Linked DNA regions of Hordeum vulgare: region 2 is linked to region 1. A link is a contact called in public Hi-C data. All regions are on one chromosome and are shown on one strand. The core of a region is the stretch at or near the end of the contact, and the rest is flanking DNA. Distances in the headings are between cores, read along the strand shown.

Region 1 (4,468 bases), core at 1,758-4,257:
CCGTTTCTTCGACGAACAGCGCCCGGCGGCCATTTGCAGTTCGACGCCCACAAGGTGTTTGACAAAAGCAAGCTATGCATTGCTTAACTTTATATTTGTAGATGAATTTGGTGCATGTTGTTTGTAGTTTTTAAATTAGTTTTGAATCAAATTTATAGATGGGTTCGTCTTATGATTATTTCTGTGAAGAATTTGATCTTCAAGAGGAGGAGGATAGCTTAATGATCCTAGCTATCCATGTCAATAAAAAGCCGAAGCACGATGGTTTGGTTTTCGATCGTCGGAAACTGTGGAGGGAAAGGATTGTTGCCCATAACAGATTAATGAGGAACTACTTTGTGGAGAATCCCACATACCCCACATCATACTTCCGGCGGCATTTTAGAATGAGCATTAAGTAGTTCAAACTCATTGCGGAGAAACCAGCGAGGCATGATTGGTTTTTTCAGCAAAGGAGGAATGCCATCGGAGAACTTAGGCATAGCACCTTCCGAAAGGCGACCGCCGCCTTGCGTATGTTGGCATACTATATTCCAGCGGATCTAGTTGATGATCACTTGGTCATAGGTGAGAGTCAAGTCATCATGTGTGTCAAGCGCTTCATACTTGAAATTATGCATGTTTTTGGTCCGTAATATTTGAGAGCTCCTAAATCTGTAGACACCGTCAGGCTTTTGGAGTTCAACAAAGCTCGCGGGCTTCAAGTTAGGCTTGGCTCAATAGATTGCACGCGAGTTAGAAGAACTGTCTTGCTGCATTGCATGGGAAATTTCACAGTCAGAAAAAGGATTTCACTCTAATCCTTAAAACGGTGGCCGATCACGAGACTTGAATGTGGCATGCTTTTTTCGGAATGCTTGGATCTTGCAATGACATCAATGTTATTCAACGGTCACCACTCATGATTAGGATTGCAAATGGTGAAACTCCACCGATGGAGTTTGTAGCGAACAACCATACATACTATCCTGTGGCTGGCATCTACCCAAGCTGGTAGACATTTGTGAAGCCGTTAAAGGCACCGCAAGGTAAGAAAAACTTGATTTTCAAATTGCTGAGGCGGCGGCTAGAAAAGATGTGGAGAGAGCTTTTGAGATTTTGCAAGACCAATTTGCTATTGTGAGAGAGCCAGCTAGATTTTGGGATCAAAATATCAGAACACTTGTGTGATCATACATAACATGATCATCAAGAATAAGCATGGACCAAATTTAGACTATTCTCAGTACGAGCTGATGGCAAGACCCGTGTGAGTCCGAAGAACGTTGCGAGGGTGGCCCATTTTGTTGCCTCCTATCATGTCATTCTACGTGCCGAAACGCATGATGAGATTTAAAATGGTCTAGTCGAGGAGTGGTGGTCATGGAATGGACAACGTATGAGTTGATGTTACAAATTATTTGTTGTATTAAAAATAAACTATTTATTGTATTTAATCATGAACTATTTTTTGTATTATTCATGAACGATTTGTTTGGATTAAAATAATAATTAAATTATTTATTATTGATTTATTTTGTATATGTTTGATTTTCTTGGTTATGTGTTTAAGTGAGAAATATGTTTATGTTTTATTTAGTGCCACAGCTGCAGCGCTATCTGCGCTGCCCTAAATTTTACATCTTGTGTTAAAATTAACACATGTTTGCTACTCCCTCCGTTCCAAAATATAAGACATTTTAGAGATTTTACTAGGAGGCTACATACAAAGCAAAGTGAGTGAATCTATACTTAAAAATATGTCTATGTACATCCATATGTAGTTCATAGTGTAATCTTTAAAATGTCTTATATTTAGGAATGGATGGAGTATTTCGGAATTCAAAAAAATTTAGCACACCGTGCTACGGTTCGTCTGTTAGAGATGCTTTTATACTGCACAGCCAGCTACCGATGCTGGTGTGTTGGAGTGAAATGGATGAAAGATACGGAGCTGAGATTGGATGGTTGCCAATATATATCACCGCCTCAGCACGGTTTCATCGATACTGTTGCGGTGTCTATGATCATCTGCTGCTCGTGGTTGGCTCCGTGTTCACAACCGGTCGACAGTCACACTGCCGGCACAGTCACTTTTAGTTTTGATTCTTAAAGGATTACTAGAATGGACCTTAGCCATGAAGCGAAGAGCAACCGACAAATGAAATGGAAGCGAAGCGAGCCTCGCCGGAGCGCACTAGGAAGAGAACCAGACACACTTTGTTCTACAGCTCCTCCCTAGCTACGCTAGTCGCAGTCATCCAATCCAGCCCGGTCATTCAGTCAAGATCTCAGACCAGATTTCTTCTGGAATAACTACTTTTAAATAAAAACCGAGATTAGATCACTTGTATCGAGCTCCTCCTCCTCCGGGCTCGTCGCCGGTGGAGCTCAGCTGGGTGGGCCACGCAAGCCCGCAACAGCGACGGCGGCGTCAAACATTCCTGCATGCACCAACGACCCCAGAGACCCCAAAAGATGAGAGGGAGAGGGACGCCGATGGATCCCAAGAGGAGGAGGAGAAGAAAGCAACCGGGATGGAAAAGCTTTGGTCGTCCATCCAATCTCGCATCCTTCCTTTGGCCTCCTTTTTTCCTTTCGTCCCAAGTGGAAGACATGATAGGATCCGGGGATCGATGAGACGATCACCACGCGCGCCCGGCCGGGCTGGCCATCTCCTTCTCCGGGCACCTTGTGCGGATCGCGTCCTCTCTTTTAGTCTTTTTGCGACGAGATCCAAGGGTCCCGTCGGTACTTCAGGTGGCCGTACTGCCCACCAATGCATGCATGACGCGGCGGCCATCATCGATCGTCGGCCGAGTGGGTGTCGACGGCGACGAGCTGGCTGGAGGAGGAGGGCGGCCGGCCGGCCGGGTAGCTAGTGGTGAAGCGAAACGAGGTTGTGCCGGAAAGTTTGTCTTGTCTTTGGTTAAAAAAGTTGGGCGTTTTGCGTAGCGTGGCGCGTCCGCGTGGTTGGGTTGGGTACATTGGATGGATGGGGACGTGGATATCTACTCTACTCTACGCGGTGGTGCGGTAGTGGGAAATCCGTCAGGTCGCGGAATCGCTTAGACGACACATGTTCTTGTCCCTCTCACGCTCATCAGATAGTGCGGCCGCACAATATAGCTATGTATCCCCTTCGTCCCGTAATATAAGACATTTTTTAATATAAATGTAGTGCCAGAAAAGTCATACGTTATGAGACGAACCACTCCCTTCATTCCATGATATAAAAGATAAAGGTGCAGTGTCAAAAAATGTCCTGCATTACGAAACAGAGGGAGCAGTTGTTTCACCGGAAGTGATACATACCGGGTGCACAAATTTGTTTCACGAATACAAAAGGTGAGCACGTCATGCGTGCTCCCGAAACGAGTTGATCGATAGATACCACAGATCTATCTATCTGTGGGCTGTGACAAGCTCGCTAAGCAAAGCAGCGCAGCTAGCTCTCGATCGATCCACTGGCTGGCAGTGGCAGATGTTACATCGCACGCGTGGGGGTTGGATGGGCGACACCAACACGTACGTCTGCAATGGCTAGGCTGCAGGACGGGCGTGCTGCGGCCGAAAGCCTAGGGCCGGCCGGACGGAGTTCCTGCGGATGGCGACGTGCATGCGTGTGCCAGGCCGCACGGGAACGGAGTGGAGTCGACCGGTTCACGTCACGGATCGCATTGCAAGCCCGGAAGATCTATGTAGCAGATCAGATCATGCCCGCCAATCACCGGGTTGCTTTTTCGTGGCAAGTCACTGGTTTACTTACTGTTCTGGTTAAGAACGACAGAAACAGCAGCTGCATGCGGGCCTAGATAGTCTACGAGCACAGTGAATAAAGAGGGGAAAAAAGTACGGTGAGCATGATTGGTGTGGCCGTTCAGATCAAGGAAATCACGTCATTGGTGTGATCGGTCAAAAAATATACTCCCTCCGTTCCAAAATAACTGTCTCAAACTTAGTACAACTTTGTACTAGAGCTAGTATAAAGTTGAGACAGTTATTTTGGGACGGAGGGAGTATCTTATACCGCCTCTGGAAAATTAACTCGGCGCGCTTGTGCTTACCGATTGTACGGTTGCGTTAAGCTTGCTTACTAGTTACTTATACTACATGATTTGTTGTGCACAAATTAATAGTGCACAATAAAACTCCAAAAAATAGACTAGACAAAATATGCAAAACCTGTCTAAGCAAGATCATCATTACCTCTCGTAACTCCAAATGCAGCCTTAGTCGGATCAGACGTCAGAGTGTATCCAAGCAAACCTACCTTGATCGCCTTCTATGAAGTTAAGCGAGTTGGCCTAGGCGTTGTCGGTCCCATCTTCGTTAAAGATGGGAGCCATGACCTAACCCACAACCCACGACCTAACCCGCGCGGCTGTGCCGCCCCGTACCGGGGAGACCTCCGGATACCTCGAGCAGTGGCGGAGCTTGAGCGAAAAATATGGAGAGGTCATGGGCTTGAGGGGGCAAACCTCATTAT
Region 2 (4,703 bases), core at 50-2,549, 150 kb after region 1:
TTGCAGGGGCAGGCCAGCAAGTACAGACTGGTACATTGTTTGCAATAAAAATAGAATGGTCCAGAAATTAACTTGAGAACCCTATAGGCCGTCATTCTTTACAGGCCCAACACGTTTCAGCCATGAATCAAGGAGGAATGCACATGGACGCACTATAGGGACATACCTTGAAAAGGTAGCTGGACGTTCTCCCTTTGCTGATCCCGGTATTGCCACCACCTCATAATCTTCTCCGGGCGTGCGGCATCATCGCTTAATGCAGGAAGGGGCAGTGTAGCATAAGCAGAGATAGTGACGTTTGAATCAAACGTGGGACAAACAAAGGGTTATACGGCAACCAGGTTGCACAAGTGTGCAACGCTTATCTACTTGATGTAGGAGATTTCCTATTTGGCGCTTATACGCCCGTTTGTGAACGGGCGCCTGTAGCGCATCCCCATTGGTATGAGCTCGACCGGTCCATCCATCGTTTATTTTATTTGTTAAAACGTTCAAAAAAGGAGCGTAGTGGGTGTTCAAACCTGCAACCAGTTCCTTGGATGCAAGCGACACGCACCACTATGGCATTGACGACTACTTGTTACATACATGTTTTTTATTTCTATTTGCTCCTCTCATAGCGGGAATCCTTTAATTGTGGGAAGCTTCCAGAAGCTTTCCAAACCATTTTTACCCAATTTGCTGGTCATTTGCGGGGCTATTTTATTCGGGTTTTATTTTTTCATTTTATCTTTTATTTTAACACATGATTTAAAAAATCATATCTTAATAAAAAATTGATGATTTTATTTATTAAAAAATTTAGATGAACTTTTTTGACATGTGGTGAACTCTTTCTGAATTTGATTAACAATTCTAATATTTTATGAACTTTTTCCAAAATTAGATGAACTTTTTTCAAATGTAATAAACTTTTTGCAAAATTCAATAAACTGTTTTCGAATTTGATGAAGTTTTTTTCAAATTTTGATAAACTTTATTCAAAATTCGATGAACTTCTTAAAATTCGTTGAACTTTTTTAAAATTGAATGTGTTTTTAAATCAGTGTGCTTTTATCAAATTTAATGATTTTTTTTTCAAATGTAATGATCATTTTCCCATCCGATGAATTTTTTATAATTGGTGAACTTTTAAAAATAAACAGTAGAACGAAATAATAAATGTGCAGGCGCCAGACTCGAAACAGTCAGAAATGGATCAGACTTGAAACCGGCCCAAATAATAAACATGCAAGCGCCAAGCTGCCTAATTGGCGCTGAAGGCGCCGACTAGGGGCTCCCTGGTGTAGATCGTTCTTCTCCGTGGATTGAATGTAAGCTTGGGCCATAACCTCGTAAATTCCATGGTCGGGAGTATTTTGTGTCAAGTTAATGTTGTAAATTCCAGCTTTCTAGAGGCGCACGTGCTATGTGGCTAAATCCAGTTTTAAAGACTCGAGAGCTCCCATCTGACACTCTTTATATTTTTCTGAGACAACCTCATGAACGTTTGTTAAATCGTCACAATGTTTACAGAGACAAAAGAAATATCATCGGGCTGGCCTAATCAAACATGACGGTCAAGACCCAAATTTAATGCATGCTCGCGAAGTTGTGAGTCTCAATATTTGAGATCCTACACTCATGAACTAAACAACAAGAAAAACGGATAATTGTTCCTTGATCTCATTGATGATCGCCCCCATAATTAGCTCCACTTCCCTTTGCAATTTCAGCAACAACCCCTTTGCAATCAGATGCGAGCTGGATGCAGCTCAAATTCAGCAGCAACACCTTCTCGAATTGCCAAAGTCTCCCAGGTCGCTGGGTCAGCAATATTGAACACCATGGCAGAAGCTCCAAGGAAAAGTCCATCCCGATCCCTGCTTACCACCCCAACTGACCCAAAATGCCCTCCCCGGCAAACTGCAGCCACATTCACTTTTGAGTGATTATCTGGTGCTGCAATCCAGCCCGTAGTTCGAGCAACAGCCCCATAGTGACCTGAGGCTGATATATCCGACCCTTTTATTTCCACCAAGTAACTAGCAATGAAGCAAGGTTGCTTCCACATTATCACTCCATCAGGAGTGCTTTGCTTCGCTCTCGCTCTCGCTCTCGTTCTCGTCGCGTGCCGCGGAACCGGCTCTCGCCTCGCCTCGCCTCGCTTGGGGGGATGGCGAGCTCGAGCAGACCGAGTGAGGGAGGGGACACGAGATGGCGCGTCTCCTTCGCCGCCGACATCGGCTCGCGGCAACTCCGGTTCGCCGACGGCGAGCTGCTACTCCGACGGGAGGCGCTCAGGTTAGTCCTACGGGATGCGAGAGGAGAAATTATTGATGCGAGATGCCTTCGGGAAGGGGAAACCCTAGATATCGGTGATATGGTGGCTTTTCCCTGTTTTTCGCGCGGATTCGGGACCGGCTGCCGGAGATTGGAGCTCCGACGAGGGCGGCCGGGGATGCAGCGTCGGGCTTGACGAGGGGAACGATGGGTGGTGATGGTGGCCCGACAAGTGGGTCCGGTGTGGGTTCGGCTCCCCCACAGCGCATCAATGGCGGATGGCCGACACGTGGGAAGAGATCGGACCGCTCATCTCATTTCGGAAGGGGGTATAAGTCCCTGAGCCGCACCGCGGCTTGACCTAGAGGAGGCATTCTCCCACTTTTGGTCGGCGCCGACGAGAAACCCTAGATCGAGAGAGAGAGACTCCTTTGGCTGGTGGAGAGGGAAAGTTGGGGAAGATCCACGTTCCTTTGCGGCGGTGACCGCGTCTTCTTCGCCGATGGGAGATGGAGACCGAGGCTTCCGCGGCGGCCGACGGGGGGAGCCTGGTCGCGGGGCACGCGGGCCTGGTCCTGCTCCTGGACGGGGCGGCGGCCGTGGTGGTGACCGGAAGTTTTCCTGGAAGCGGGATGACGGCGGCAACAACAACTCCTCTACTTCTAATGTTGCCTCCGGATCTGATGACACCTCGCGCTGGGAGGAAGCTGCGATGGGGAAGCAGACGACTGAGAGTGGGATCTGGGTTCCCAAGAGCCAAGGATCCTCTGGATCCGCGGGTGAGGGAACGGAGCGCCAGATCTCCACACCTTTGCGTCGGAACCAAGGGTCCAAGGCAAATCAGGTGAATCCTTCCAGTGCTCATGATCCATGCCCTATATGCAAGTCTCGAGAACATGCTCCTACGTTCTGTGTTCAAGCCTTTTGTGAAAGATGTGGTCGATTAGGGCATCTAGCTTCTGTTTGTTGTGAATTCCTGCCTTGGAGTTGTGCTGCATCTATGTGTGCGTTCCAATCAAGGGGACAGGGGTTTTACTACATACATGATTCGTGCTCTGCTAACCCGATGAAGGAGAGATCCAACAATATTGTTGTGAGCATTGTTGAGGGAGAGACGTCTACTAGGCAGATGGAGCTATATTTAAATGATTATCTTGCCACTGGATGGCGATGCTCGGCGCATGCTATTGGACCAGGAGTGTTTGTAGTGAGATTTCCTAACCCTAGAGCTGTTGCTCAAATTTGTTATGTGGGTCGCATTGTGCTTAAGACTAGTGGTGCTGTTGTGAATGTAACTAAATGGTCCTCTGCGGTTGGATCTAAGGGGGTGATGGAAGTGGCCTGGGTTAGGGTTAGCAATGTTCCTCTGGATAAAAGAAGTGAGAGAAACATGGCTTATGTGGCTTCCTTAGTTGGTGTTCCCTTGGAAATTGATTATGCTACTTTACATCGTCCTGCTTCTGCTAGAGTGAAGATTGGATGCAGAAGTGTGGATGAGATTCCCTCTGTAGCTGAGGCTGTTTTAGGGGAGCACTTTTATGATTTTTATTTCGAGGTGGATCAGGTCCTGGTGAGAGACCCTAACCGTGGTGAATCTCTCCTTAGTGCTGGTAAGCACATGGATAAGGAAAAAATGATGATGTGGATGCTAATAAAAATAAAAAACCTAGAATTGATGCAAGTCCCAGGAGGGCTGTGGAGGGAAAAAATGAGAATGAGCAAACTGGGAAAAAAAGAACAAATCCAGGAATCTCAAGAGAGCATAGAATCTGATGTATCCTTACATACCTCTCCGTTGATTGATTCTATGGCTATGGAGTTTATGGAAGAAGAAAAACTTGTAAGTGTTAATTGTTCTGATGATGATATGAATAAAAAATGAGATCTCCTGTTAGTGAAAAAAAATCCTTTGCTGATGTGGTGAGAATTACTCCTCAGGTGGTATCTGTTGATGCTGAGAGGGGGGAATGTGATGCTAGAAAGGTGGAATATATGGTGGAGTCTCCTGACAATGATGTGGAAGTGGAGGTGATTCCTACTCCTCCCTTGGCTACTGAGGAAAATTTGAGATTCAGTCTCCGTAATGTGCAGAGCAAGATGGAGGATGTGCAGTTGAAGGCTGATGCTGTTGTCAAGAAAAGGAATGCAGAAGGTACACTACATTCTCATAACTCTTTTGATGCTTTGTCCAATCAAAACATGATGTTAGTTGCTTCTAAGATGGGGGTTATTATTCCTGATAATGATTTTGTTAATATTGATATTATTAGGGAATTGGATAAATTTAGGAATAATAACTCTAGGGTGGAGAGAGAGGATGTAGTGGAAGGTGAGGAGGATATTAATAATATGTCTTTGATCAATGCTAATGGGGTAGTTACTCCTTTAGAGTTGGGTTGGATGGAAGAAGGCAATATGGAAGAGGATGCTTTTACAATTGT

What was found. Hi-C and Micro-C count contacts between places; a contact is called where the count stands out from the background.
Region 2: a Hi-C map of seedling shows a contact between it and region 1, with 5 times the contacts expected there. The contact joins two enhancer-like sites. A contact is called at or near these places in 4 of 6 Hi-C or Micro-C datasets (leaf and seedling).

The regions. Positions count from the first base shown.
Region 1 is chr5H:523,897,919-523,902,386 of MorexV3_pseudomolecules_assembly, forward strand. No RefSeq gene overlaps it. Among protein-coding and RNA genes, the nearest start is that of LOC123452160, 22 kb to the left of the region's middle. Within about 2 kb of position 3,008, at least 2 of the 3 cell types and tissues checked have open chromatin away from gene starts, as enhancers often do. A contact at or near this core is called in seedling, where this site is marked.
Region 2 is chr5H:524,045,887-524,050,589 of MorexV3_pseudomolecules_assembly, forward strand. No RefSeq gene overlaps it. Among protein-coding and RNA genes, the nearest start is that of LOC123452162, 53 kb to the left of the region's middle. Within about 2 kb of position 1,300, at least 2 of the 3 cell types and tissues checked have open chromatin away from gene starts, as enhancers often do. A contact at or near this core is called in seedling, where this site is marked.